Regions from separate parts of the Gossypium hirsutum genome. Here all the other regions are linked to region 2. The links are chromatin contacts, called in public Hi-C maps. All regions are on one chromosome and are shown on one strand. The core of a region is the stretch at or near the end of the contact, and the rest is flanking DNA. Distances in the headings are between cores, read along the strand shown. Region 1 has its middle 24 kb from the start of LOC107900081. Region 2 holds the start of LOC107900108 (pentatricopeptide repeat-containing protein At4g25270, chloroplastic). Region 3 overlaps LOC107900126 (a long non-coding RNA gene).

Evidence for each region. A called contact is a pair of places that touch in the nucleus more often than the background predicts.
Region 1: a Hi-C map of leaf shows a contact between it and region 2, with 2.3 times the contacts expected there. The contact joins the enhancer-like site here to the promoter of LOC107900108 in region 2. A contact is called at or near these places in 2 of 34 Hi-C or Micro-C datasets (both in leaf).
Region 3: a Hi-C map of leaf shows a contact between it and region 2, with 5 times the contacts expected there. The contact joins the enhancer-like site here to the promoter of LOC107900108 in region 2. A contact is called at or near these places in 11 of 34 Hi-C or Micro-C datasets (anther, fibers, hypocotyl and 3 more).

Annotation. Positions count from the first base shown.
Region 1 is chrA11:64,501,672-64,506,151 of Gossypium_hirsutum_v2.1, forward strand. No RefSeq gene overlaps it. Among protein-coding and RNA genes, the nearest start is that of LOC107900081, 24 kb to the right of the region's middle. Within about 2 kb of position 1,655, at least 1 of the 9 cell types and tissues checked has an H3K27ac peak or open chromatin away from gene starts, as enhancers often do. A contact at or near this core is called in leaf, where this site is marked.
Region 2 is chrA11:64,743,578-64,748,342 of Gossypium_hirsutum_v2.1, forward strand. It overlaps LOC107900108 (pentatricopeptide repeat-containing protein At4g25270, chloroplastic), which reads left to right and starts at 2,867. Exons shown (of 2, transcript XM_016825818.2): 1 at 2,867-3,035; 2 at 3,143-4,765. The coding sequence starts at 4,531.
Region 3 is chrA11:64,876,493-64,881,137 of Gossypium_hirsutum_v2.1, forward strand. LOC107900126 (a long non-coding RNA gene) reads right to left here. Exons shown (of 7, transcript XR_001684824.2): 5 at 2,694-2,758; 6 at 2,235-2,605; 7 at 1,900-2,130. Among protein-coding and RNA genes, the nearest start is that of LOC107900126, 5.3 kb to the right of the region's middle. Within about 2 kb of position 2,404, at least 6 of the 9 cell types and tissues checked have an H3K27ac peak or open chromatin away from gene starts, as enhancers often do. A contact at or near this core is called in fibers and leaf, where this site is marked.

The DNA.
Region 1 (4,480 bases), core at 405-2,904, 240 kb before region 2:
ATTTTGTATTGTCATTGTAACAACAACAATCATTGTTTGTTTTTCAAAACTAGAACTTGACATATCCTTTAAAATGACCCTTTTTTTTTCAAAACACTAAAAGTTCATTTAATCACACTACATAATGATAAATGTGAATGATTGAATATCTCTTATTTACCAGATATAGGACTACTTCTACAAAATTTAGGTAAATGATATTGATATCCTCTATATGGTCCGAGATAACATTTCATTTGAGGATATCCAGAATCAGCAAAAAAATATTTTCCTACATGTTATAATATAATAAACAATTAATTCAAGAGTTGTTTCTTTTTTTTAATTATCAATTAAAGAACTTATACTTTATTATTTTAAAAAAGAAATAAATGAAATATCTTACCATTTGGTGGGTGCGGAAATTTGTATTTTGAATCTCAAATTGCATTAAGAAATATTCTAGTGTCATGCGTTGATCCTTCACATCCAAGACATAACAAATGTGAAACAAATATTAAAATCACATACTGCCATAATATTCTGAGTTGAGACACATTTTCTTTTAATTTAGGGAATTTGTTCATTTAGTGGAAGAATAGCAGCAAATGTGTACCATCAATTTACCTATGCAATCCTAAACAAATAATCATTAGTCTCATGCATATTTTTAGTTAAAAAATATTAAAATATAATAATATAATTTGAAATTTTTACCTTAAAATGTGACATATATCTAGAATCATTATGTATTTGTTCGGGTATTGAGCTAAAATAACGATCATTTGGTAAAATTATATCAACGACCATCGTTGAAACTTTCTTAAGTACAATTGCAAAGTATTGAGTTATTGTTACTCCAAACCTTTACATTGGTGCCCAAGATTTACAAAAAAAAAAAAAATCCCAACATTTCATGAGAAAATATGTGTCTTAAAGTTTGCAAATTGTATCTTATTTCTAAAACTCTCAACAAGCTTGTGAATACAAATTTTGACATTTTAAAATTAATCATACAACGTGATTCATGATTGTCAAGGGATTCATGATCGTCAAGGGATTCATGATCGTCAAGGATTTATGTTTCACCTGATTGTTTTGAATCCATGCATGGTTACTTCAATATATACTTCTCATAATATAATTGCACAGAAGAAGATGCAACATGAAATAACTAGTTAAAACTTTCCATGTGTTGTAAAATATTTCTTTTCTCTTTTATCATTACTTCTATCACCACTGGAATTGTTAACCATACTCATCACGTGTGAACAAATTCTATATATAAAAACCAAACATAAAACCCCAGACCCTAAATCAAGATATTGGTAGAATGGGATATCCTTCAATTGGAATATAAGTGGAATGGGATATCTCGAATTGGGATATCTTTTGAATGGGATATCCCTTATCGGAATAAGTATGACATATAGCTCGGTTCAATAACGTAAAAAATTTGAACCAGACACTAAAACAATTGAACCAGACTGTAGAAATTTTCAATCAGGAATAACATAGTCAGGATATCCGCAGAATAGTTTATCCCGAGAAGGAATATGACTAGGATATCCTTGGAGTAGAATAAGAAGAAAAATTAACTACAGCAGGACAGTTAAAAATTTTGCACCGAATATAAGATAAGCCCAATAACCCAGTAATCCAAAACATAAACAAGACAAATCACCTAACATTGAATCGAAAGCCCAATAACCCATAGCCCCAACAATATTCTGCTAAGCATGAAATAAAACGAAAGATCCGTAAAGAGAAACAAAAAAATAAAACAAAGGGAAACAAAGAATTCAAAAATAAAAAACATCCACCGAAAATTGATGTATAAAGACAAAGACAAAGGATTTATATTGCTAAAAACCAAAATCTCATACCAAAATCAACTGAAAATAGAAGTATAAGGAAACATATATATTTAACAAAAAAATAGAGATGAAAACGCAATTAAAATAAGATTTAGAAAATTGAACTAAAATCGATAACAAAACCCCCTAATGTAGCTTTGGAACTCGACTAATTTCTCATACTAGTATTATTTTTCCTAAGAAAAGCATTTATAATTATTTTTATAGCTTATATCTTTAATTAGCTTTAAAATATATTATGTTTATCTGAATGTTCTGTATTGTTGTATTTCAAATAAATAGGTAAATCGATACAATTGTTGGTTTTGTTTAGAACCCTTCATTCATTAGCTTAACAGATTATTAACTTGAAAGCTTCAAAAGCTTGGTTATTCACCAAGAAGGAAAATGTATCGTCATATTCAATGAATATACCATCTCATGGAACGTGACAAATATCAATTTGAAAATTAACAAAAAAGAAAAATAATAGATAAATGAACACTTACAATTTTGACCTAGTAGAATCTTGCTTCTCACTTCAATCTCTGAAGTATACATTGTTGCATAGAAATGAAAATTTACATAAAATACAAAATAACAAAAGCAAATATCACTTACAAATATAATTATAATTGTATAAATTTCATCCAATAAAAAAAATAAGATATTCTTGGAAATACCAACAAAACACAAAGAACTTAATAGAACATAAAAAATATCATCATCAAGGCATTAAAATAGTTCTCTTTAAATGACAAACTTAGCTAATACAAACAACTCATGCAACAAGATTACAAGATGAAGAAACTTTACATTTGTTGTTTCCGACTTCAAATCTATGTTCAATCACTCAAATTTTTTATGAACCAAAAAACAATAAAATAGACCCACTAACATAGAATTAAAAAAGGTATAGATCTGAAACTAAAATAAAAATGAAAAGGCAAAGGTTTGTTATGAAAGGAGAAGAAAGGAGGAAGATAGAAAAGAAAACAAAAAAGAAAGCAAGAGAAGGAGATAAGAGAATCGACTAATAAATGGGGGAAAGAAAAATGATGTGAAAAGCCAATGGATTCTAAATGTTTGAATCCTCTCACGTATCACTTTCAGTACCCCATTCACTTTAAACGGTAACATTTAATTCTTTCATTAAATCACTAATTCTTTATTCGGGAGGATTAACAGAAAAGAAACGTTAGAAAAAAAAGGGAAATAGGAAATAATAAATAATAGATAATAAAAGGGAAATGGGGGAATTAACAGAAAAGAAACGTTAGAAAGAAAAAGGGGAAATAAGAGATAATAAAGGGGAAATAAATATGAAAGATGCTTTCATTTATTATTTGTTCATGTATATATCATGTTTCTATAGATATATTTTTTTTACACTATTATTCAAATTTACGGTCTCAATGTTATTTCAATTTTTTTATTTAAAAAAAGCAAAAAAAATATTTATATGTTTAATAAACTCTTTTACATTTTTCAAACCATAACCCTAAAAGCACAAGGGATACCCTTGGAAAGAGATACACCCAAATCAGGATATCCCTAAATGGTATACCCAAGAACTGAGATATCCTTGGAATGAGATATCCCTGATTGGAATAAGTATGATAGGTAGCCCGATCCAAACACATAAAAAATCTAAACCGAACACTAAAACAACCGAATCGGGCACTAAAAATCCTGAATCGGGATGGAATATGACAGGGATATCCTCTGAATAGCTTATCCAGAGATGGGATATGACGGGGATATTTCTAGATTAGAACCTTAACACAAAAAAAAACATATTTAAAATAAATAGGTAAACCAAATAAAATTGTTGGCATTTTTTAAAGACCTCCATTCATTAGCCCAACAGATTATTAACTTGAAAGCTTCAAAAGCTTGGTCATTCGAGGTACTTTCTTAGTAAAATTCCATGCTAGGTTATTGATATTCAAAGGAGATGACAAAAGAAAATAAATGTAGATGGTCCATTAATTTCTGGGAAATGTTTGTACCAAAACGACCTGTAACACCCCTCACCCGTATCTGACGTCGGGATAGGGCTCGAGGCGTTACTGGGATTTCACGTTCATAAACATATTAAATCAAGTCACTAATTTGAACTCTAATTTAAAACTTTTCAAATATATATATCATTTCCCTTAACTAGGTCTTCGAGACCTAAAACATGTCTAGAGGCGGCGCAGGACAAAACCGAGAACGTTTGATAAACTTTGGGTGCCTTGGAAAATTTCTTTTAACTTGAAGTGTCACATGCCCGTGTAACTTGGGACACGCACGTGCAATCACCCTGTGTCCAAGACTTGAGCGTTCTGTTAAATTCACATGGCCAAGACACACGCCCGTGTGTCTAGCCCATGTTCATTTAACAGACTTACCATTTTAGATGCAGGGGACACACGACCATGCCACACGCCCACGGGTGTGGCTCGTGTGTCATACACGGCCTAGGCACACGCCCGTGTACCCAACTGTGTAAACACTATTAGGCTATTTTCCAAGCCTATGGTCACCACCTTTTAACACTTATACTTAATGAATATTAAAAACAAATTAAAACATAATTATGCTATCATAAATGGTCTTTGCAAAAACTCATTGCATGGAAACCTCATATCATTGGTTTC
Region 2 (4,765 bases), core at 1,617-4,116:
CCAACACCAATCTCGTTCACAAAGTAATGCTTGCACTGTCTCACCTGCGAATAAGCACGATACGTATCAATAACATTACTTCTCGCACTAAAACTAGCCTCTAAAGTCACTACATTGATAAGAATAATGAGTATATCACGAGCCACTTTGGACAAAACATTATACTCATCTTGGACAAAACGTTATACTTTAAAATATTCACATCCACCCTTCTAAAGCATTAATTTTATTAGAATTTCCCAATTAAATAAAACAAGTAGACATCTAAGTTAGATTGTTCTAGTTGAGCAGTCTTTACTTATTTCAATTAAGGAAACAAAATAGTAAGATATTGTTTATATATAAATTTTATAGTTAAAATTACAATTAAAGTGTAATTCAATATTTATCGAATTTTATCTATTATTTTTTATTTAGCTTTAATATAAAAATATTTTTTCCTTACGTTTAAGTAAGAAATAATTAAAAATAAATTATTTTTATCTATAAATAAATTTGAGTAGTTTAAATTATAATGAAAATGAATATAAAGTGTAATGTACTATTATCGGACTTTACCTATTTAAAAATTTTATTTTAGTTTGAATGTAATAATATTTTATTCACATCAAAAATGTAATTTAACATAAATACAAAGTTTAATTCAATATTTATCAGAATTAGCCTATTCGAAAGTTTAATTTAGATATAATAATAAATACTTTCTTATAATTGTGTAAGAAATTATTTAAAATAATAAGATATATTAATATATTTGAATAGTTTAAATTACAATATTGAAAGTATAATTGAAGGTAAATATAAATTTTAATTCAATATTATGATTTTTACTGTATTAAAATTACCAAATTAAATACTAATTTTTATTTTAATGTCAAAATATTAATTTCATTTTCTTCTAGAAAAGTAAAATTTTATAATGTAAATACATTTTAGTATAAAATGATTATCATTCATTAAAGCAGAACGTAAATAAAATTAACATTATCAAATTGGGATGAGATTATCATAATCTTTTTAATTTTATAATAATTTTGTTTCATAATTCAAATTATTATTGCGACTGGATCATCTAATTGAATTATAAAAAATACTGTGTAGTTAGAGCTAGTAAAGGGGTGGGTTTATATCATGCTTACTTTGAGCTTGAATTTTTTCAGATCAGGGTTTGGACTTTTTCGAACTTGAATATGTTACGGTCTTGGATTTTCTCTGATTCAGATCCATTCATACTTAAATTTTTCTAGCTAATTTTTTTTGGATTCAAGCTTTAATCAAGCTGGGTGGGCTCTAACGAATTTAGATAATTTTGAATTTTATAAATCATAAATGTTTTAATTTTGAATGTAATAATTCATTTTACTTTTATATGATGACAATACAATTAGAATTTGCTTTATAAAAAACATAAATTATATATTTAATAAATTTATTTTAAATAAAATAATTAAAGTGTTTATTATATGTAAAATTTATTATTTTATAATATTATATGAATTAACAAAAATCTATTTTATTATTTATTATTTTTTATATTAATAATTGAATAACTTTTTATCTTTCTTATTAAATTTATAAATCTAATACTCATATTCTAAAATATTTATTCCAAAACTCAAATATATTATAGTAATTCCAAACACAAATGATATACTCATTATTACCTAAACTCAAAATAAACTAATAGCCCAAATTTCAAGCCCAAAATAAAAAGAAATTAAACTCAATACTCAAATATATTTTGTAAAAGTTAAAGTTCAATTCAAAATCTAATTTAAAAATAATATTTGATTAGGATATTAAATTTTTAATAATACTTTATGCTTTGCTAGTTATAGTTATAAACATGTATTTTAATATACTAAATTACATATAACTATTGATGTTAAATCTTTTATTATAATATATAATATAATAATAGTTATATAATTTTTTTTGAAGAATAATAGTTATTATATTAGTACTTATAAATATATTATTTCATTATATAATACTATATCACATACTATAATAATAGAGTAGTACATAATATATTAATCATTATCATATATTCCTACATTTGAAAGTTAACCTTCCTAATATATTACATAATGCTATAGTATATAATATATTAATAGTTCATATATATGCATAAATGATTAAACATTATAATATCATGTAATACTATAAATTTTAGTATATTCTATAATATAATAGTAGTAATTGTATATTAATTATTATCATAATTATTGTTTATTATTGTACTGGTTAAAATATGTTCTAAGCCCTTATACTTTTCGTATATTTGAAAGTTAACCCTCCTACTTTATCATATCATATAGTATATAATATATTAATAGTTGATATATATGCATCAATGATTAAATATCATAATATCATGTAATACTTTATCTTTTATTATAATCTATAATATAATAATAGTTATAAATAATAGTAGTACATTATATGTAACCTGCCCAACCTGGCCTAGATGTTAGACTCGATTTTTGGAGCTTACATTGGCCACCGAAATGGCCTAGCAAGATTATTGGAGTTTTAAAAACAGTTAATTAAATCATTTGTTTATTTTATAAGGAACTTTAGTCTCTTTTCAGAAAAACACAAGAGTTAAAAAAAACGATTAAGTTTGACATCTTCATTATATCAGTCTTTACTATTAAAAACTTAGTTAAAAATCCAAATTACTTTCTTAACAAAATACATTTTAATAAAATTCATGTTCCATACATAATTAAATAAAAATTCATATTCTAATAGCCTGGGCATGTTTGGTTGGATGTAATGGCTATGCCATTACATGCCTATTACCACCCTATTCTGCAGCCCCACATAAATTGACGTTTGGTTCAATGGAATAGCTTATTACGGGGCTATTCCATTCTGGGCTTAAGCAGAGATTTTTGGGGATTTCTATTCCCTTCCCTCTTCACCGTTTAGCTATTCGTTGCTTGAGGAACCCTAGTTTACCCTTACCAAAATTTCACCTCAAAAACACTCTCAATCAGCAGCCATTCCTCCCCTTCATCCAAGGTCAGGTAAAAACATTTTTGCTTTTGCTTCCTTCACATCATCTTCATTTTTGCTTTTTCATTTTTGTTTACGGGTTTGTTCCTTATTGATTCATCGAAAAAAACAATGGCAGAGCCTTGAAGAAGTATCTCGACGTTCTTAATCAAATCGGTAAAAAAATCGACGTTTCCAAGCCCAGGCACGTCCCTTCATTCTTGTCTTGCTAAATTCAAAGTCAATGCTTTTAGGGTAGGATAGGCACCCTTCCTTCAAATTCCTACAAATTTCCTGATTATCTTTAGCATGAGTCTTAGAACAGCTCGTTATATATTCTTCTTTTTGGCTGAAGATTTTCATGCAAATTCCTGCATACTTCTGCCAATTTTTGTGCCTTATTCCCTCTCTTCTATACTGCATGTCAAGTTTACATTTTGATTCTGCCATGTGAGTCATTAGTGTCCCACTCTTGCACTGCATTGTCAGAATGATTATGGTGTGGATTTAAAAGTGTCAAAAAAGTTATTATAAAAATTAAAAACTTAAATACTGCTCTCCAATTTGGACAACTAGGTTTAGTTTTAGCATATATTCAAACAAAATTTTCTTAGCCACAACTACATGAATTTGCGGGTTCTGTTATTACTGAAGAAAAGTGGTAAAGGAGAGGAGAAACTATATTTATGATTATTAATGATGATGAAGATTAGGTCCCCCTGGACTTCAATGTTTCATCTCGTATGGAAGTCCTCCATTTCTTTCAATGCTTGCTTTATTGGCTTCCCCTCCTTCTTTAATCAATGCATGCTTGGACTCAATAGTGGCTGCTTCGGGGTGTTGTTTATCTGCAACTGCTAATGCTAACTGGTTTATGCCCGAAAATTGCTTTGATTCAAAGTGTCTATAAATTATTAGCGTTCCCAGTTTATCTTTTTATCCTCCGGCAGTGATACTTCAGGTACTGCATGATGATATATACATGAGGTAAGAATGGTACTGGGTGTAGCTGCTGGTTTATTTATTTTTCTCTCTTTTATCAGAAGGGAAAAGAATAAGTGGAGTTTTGATTGAGCACCCAATAGAATGGAGTCTCGTTGTAGTAAGCTATTGATAAAAAAATTAAACTCGATAGATATTAAAAACCAATGGAGTCTCGTTGTGCTTAATGATCTTACTGATATGTACGCAAAATGTGGAGACATAGTTAAGGCTAGGTGGGTTTTTGATAGCATTTCTTGTAAGGATAACATTTCTTGGAATTCCATGTTGACGGGATATATTCGTCAAGGGTTATTGGCTGGGGCATTGCAGGTATTTCGTGGGATGATTCAAGAGGGATTTGAGCCTGGCTCTGTTATTATATCCACTATTCTGTCTAGCTTTTTTTCATTGAAGATTGCAGCACAGATACACGGATAGGTTCTCAGGCGAGGAATTGAGTGGAATACATCTGTCGTTAATGCTATGATCGTTGTTTATTCTAATCTTGGCAAGTTAGATGGAGCAAGTTGGTTGTTTCAATGAATGCCCGAGCGGGATATTGTGTCATGGAATTCAATAATCTCTGGTCATAGTAAACACCCAGAAGCTCTACTGTATTTCGAACAGATGGTGAGGAGCGGTTCTTCACCTGATAGCATCACGTTTGTAGCAATACTATCGGCTTGTGCTCATTTAGGTTTGGTCAATGACGGAGAGCGGCTGTTTTGGTTAATGAGAAAGAAGTATGGGATTGATTCGAGAATGGAGCACTACGCTT
Region 3 (4,645 bases), core at 1,154-3,653, 130 kb after region 2:
ATTAAATATTTTGACATCGAATTTGTGGTCCTGAAACCACTGTTCCGACTAGACCCAATTTTGAGATGTTACAACCCAAGTCAGTATACCCTCTAATTTTCACATGGCCTGGCACACGGACGTGTCCTCGACTGTGTGATACAAGTCAGTATGTATGCCCTATTTCCATACTACCTAAGACACGGGCATGTGACCCCTGTATGGTTGAAATTTTTCTAAGTTTTCAAAATTTTCATATGTTATCGGTTTAGTCCCAAACTACTTCTAAAGAATGTTTAAGGCCTCGTAGGCCCTTATAAGGGACAATGTGATTGTGTTGAATGATTTATGAGAATGAATGCTTTATGTTTGATAAATGTATGCTATATGTTGTGAATTGATCAGTAATACCTCGTAACCCTACTCTGGCACGAATACGGGTTAGGGGTGTTACATACACGGCATGGGTACATGCCCATGTCATCTGCCCATATGATTCTAAATCATAAACAATGAGTCACACGACTAGGACACATGTCCATATCCTTGCCCGTGTGTCTTACACAACCTAGCACACGCCAATGTCATCTACCCATGTGGGTCTAAATCGTAGACAGTGAGTTACACGACCTGGGCACACGCCTATGTCCTTACCCGTGTGGCTCAAACGACTTGGGTACACACCCATGTTATCTACTTGTGTGATCCTAAATCATAAACAGTGAGTTACACGGCCTGGACACACACTCATGTCCTTAACCTTGTGAACCATGCAATAACATGGTCACACACTGCCTGAACACATGCCTGTGTCCTTTGCCTGTGTGGCTCAAATTCGATGATCAGTGAGTTACATAGCCAACCATATGGCCTGGTCGCACGCCTACGTCTCTGGCTGTGTGACGTTGACAGCCACATTTTCCAGTGTTTGAAATTTGCAAAAACAGGGGTTTTTGGTACGCACCTAAAGAGATTGTGTAGCGAAAACAACATAGAGAGTCTTTGAAGCCTAAAACAACCATTCAATCATTCAATCAACTGAATTTAACGACAATGAAGCACAATTATACACAGAAACTTATGTCAAAAACTTCGACATAAAATCTTCAACGAAATTGACACTTAACAAAAGATTAACTGCAATTACTCGAATTAACCTGCCGAGATTTGTTACTTCCAACACCTATTCCTAAAATAAAGAACCAACATTGTTTAACCACGAGAAATTATCCATTAGCGCAAACTATCAACGATACAACACCGTCATTTCTTAGAACTTTTAACAAATTGACACAATTGACATCACAGAAGACATACTTACCCGACCCGTACAATAGATTAGAATGAGAAGTCCAACGATCGACAACAACACGCTCAAACGATTTAAAAACAAAAAGCGAAAGAAGAGGAAAAAGAAAAAGAGAAGGGAAAGAAGCAAAAATGTAAAGGGGAAAAGAAAGGGAAAAAAAAAAGAAACATTTAAAATATTTTGTCTCAGCCACTAGTAAATTTTTCGACAAGAAGCAAAATATTTCCTAACACATACGATGGGGCTCGAACACGGGGCCAAACAAAATACAGAGACTTAAATAGTGAACCAACAAACTCATTCTTAATATAAATTTACATAGAATTACATTTAACTATGTAATGCATGGATGGGGTTGTTTTAAAATAATAAAACTTTTAACAATACAATTCGAATTTCAGACCTTAAACATAATAGTAAAACACAAAACCACAGATATAAAGATTTAATTAATATAAAATACTGCAATAATAATATTTTGTTATTTTTAAAATTTAATAATGTGGCACTATTTTATTGGTGCCTAAAAATTATATTTTTTATATCATCTTAATATATTTTATTTTTTTAAATGAAGGATGGGGTTTTATATTGAAATTAATAGATATAGATGAGTGTATAATAATATTTTGTTATTTTTACTAATTAACAACCCTAAAAAGTCAAGAGTGCTCTCTGAGCATCCCAAAGAAACAACGGTTACTGTGCTTTGGCAGCGGACGAGTGGTGACTTGAGGGTATGGAAGCAGAAAATGAATTAGCTCTTTTTGAAGAAGAACTGATCCAGTTAACAGTAAAGAGTTCGCTAGTAACTCCGGCAGAAAATCCAACGCTGATCTACACTGTTTGGACAAAGAAATCATATAACCCAGATAGTTTGAGAGCACAATTAAGGAGTGTATGGAAAACTAGAAAGAAATTCGAGATTAATATTGTGGGGCAGAACCTGTTTTCAATAATTTTTGAAGATGAGGATGATTTAGAGCGTGTCATGGAAGGGCGACCATGGCTTTTTTGGAAACAACTAGTAATTCTTGACCGAATAACGGAACCACTGGAGCGAGGCAAGATTGACTGATTCTTTCCCCCTTTTTGGATAAAAATAGGGCCAAGTCCTCCAGAATGTGACAAAAAGAACCTAATGCATGCGGTGGGATCCACGTTTGGGGGTGTGATACGATCAGAGATTAAAGAGGACTTTTGTCGCCTTAAGGTCAATTTAGATGTGCAGAAACCACTACAGAAAGGTCTGTTTGTCTCTCCAAACAATCAAGGAAGAACCTGGCTTCCTTTCAAATACGAATCACTACCAACGTTCTGTTTTGGGTGTGGTCGGCAAGGCATGGGGTTAAAGATTGTACGAGTATTTCATTTGAAGAAAGAGTAAAGACAGAAGATGATTTACCTTATTCAATAGCGCTTAAAGCTGAATCTTCTATCAAAGGAAAAGAAAGCATATGGCTCGGATCCCTGAAAAAGAAAACAATGATACAGTGTAACTATACAGGCATGGAAGAACCAGATAGTAACGGTAAGTGCAGTACAGAATTATTGATGCCGAAGACAGATAGATATGATGATGGCAAAAATTTCAAAAAAAGACCCAAATGTTCTGGACGCAGAAGACCGGGGGGGAAATAACAAATTTAATGATGGTATTGAAAGTCTTGGAAAGGGTATGACCAATGTGGAGGAAAAGTTACAGAAAAACCAAAGTAGCATGGCAGAAAATCAGATAGATGAAGTGGAGATAAAAAATTATGAAGAATGGGAAGCAACACAACAACCGAGATACCACAGAAGCAGCTGGCGTAGATTGGACAAGAAGAACTTTGATGCAAATATGTCAGAAAGGATCTTGGATAAACGCAAGTTTAATCATGAAAGCCTAGTTGAGAATGCGACATATCTCACTAATGAAAGTCCTGTTAAAAAAGTAAAGGAAAATAAGGATAGGGAGGATAGTTATGCCAATTTTGATTGTAAGCAGGCTGTTTCCCACGTTAGTTCAGAACTAACACAAGTTATATCGGCGGCTGCCAATGGGCAAGCCGACTGGAAGCCATGAAACTCCTAAGCTGGAATGTCTGGAGACTGGGGAATCCCCAGGCTAGTAGGAGATTTCAACATATGTTGAAACTCTACAAACCCCAACTGGTCTTCATAATGGAGACAAAATTGGATCATAGACGCATGGAATGAGTTAGGAGAAAATGTGGTTTTCAGAACGGGATAGATATATCAGCAACGGGTACACGTGGTAGAATTTGCCTTGCATGGAACGAAAATCACTTGGCTATTCAGAATCTCATGTTGATGTTGAAGTTATTGATGAAGATAACTCAAACAAATGGAGGTTCACTGGATTTTATGGGAATCCACAAGTCTCAGATAGGCAGGACTCTTAGAATCTTCTTCGAAGGCTACAAGAAACAAATTCAGAAGCATGGTGTATATGTGGTGATTTCAACGAGATTATGTATGCTCATAAAAAAACGGGAGGCGCAACAAGAAATGAAAGGCAGATGGAGGCTTTTCGAAAGGCCTTAACAGATTATGAATTAGTCGATTTGGGTTATACGGGACAGAAGGATACATGGGAGAGGGGCAACTTCCAGACCACAAATATTCGAGAATGGCTAGACCGGGGAGTGGCAAATAATGCTTGGCTCAATTTGTATAGTAATTACAAGGTACATAATCTTATGCATTGATTCTATTATCACTGTCCGAATCTAATCAAAACAGAGATAAATAGTGCACATGATGGGAGAAATCGCTTTAAGTTTAAATCTTGGTGGCTTATGGAACCGAATTGTGCTGATGTTATTAGGAAACTATGGGATGAGAAATCAAGTGATGCTCTTGCTAAATTGGAAAATCTTTGAGCTGGCCTACAAAAATGGGGACGAAGAGTCAAGTACGCACATGACAAGAAAAGGAAGAACCTTCGAGATCGATTGGTTCAACTTGATAGTATAGACCGGGATGATGATGTGATAGCAGAAATCCTTGATGTAAAGCTGGAGCTTAATTGGGAAATGGAAAAGGAGGAATTATATCGGGAACAACAGGCTAGAGCCAATTGGTTGCGTGAGGGTGATAAAAATACAACGTTTTTTCATAGTAAAGCTACATAAAGACAGAGGATGAATTATATCCGGGGATTGGAAGACAAGAATGAATTCTTTAAGACAGAAAGAGAGGGTATGGAGACTATCGTTAAAGATTATTTTATGGAGCTCTTTAATTCAAAAGGGGTTGGCAACACAAACCATCTTCTTTCAGGGGTTAAAAAGTGTATCAATGAGGATATGTACTGAATATTAGCAGTAGATTATAAGGAGGAAGAGATAG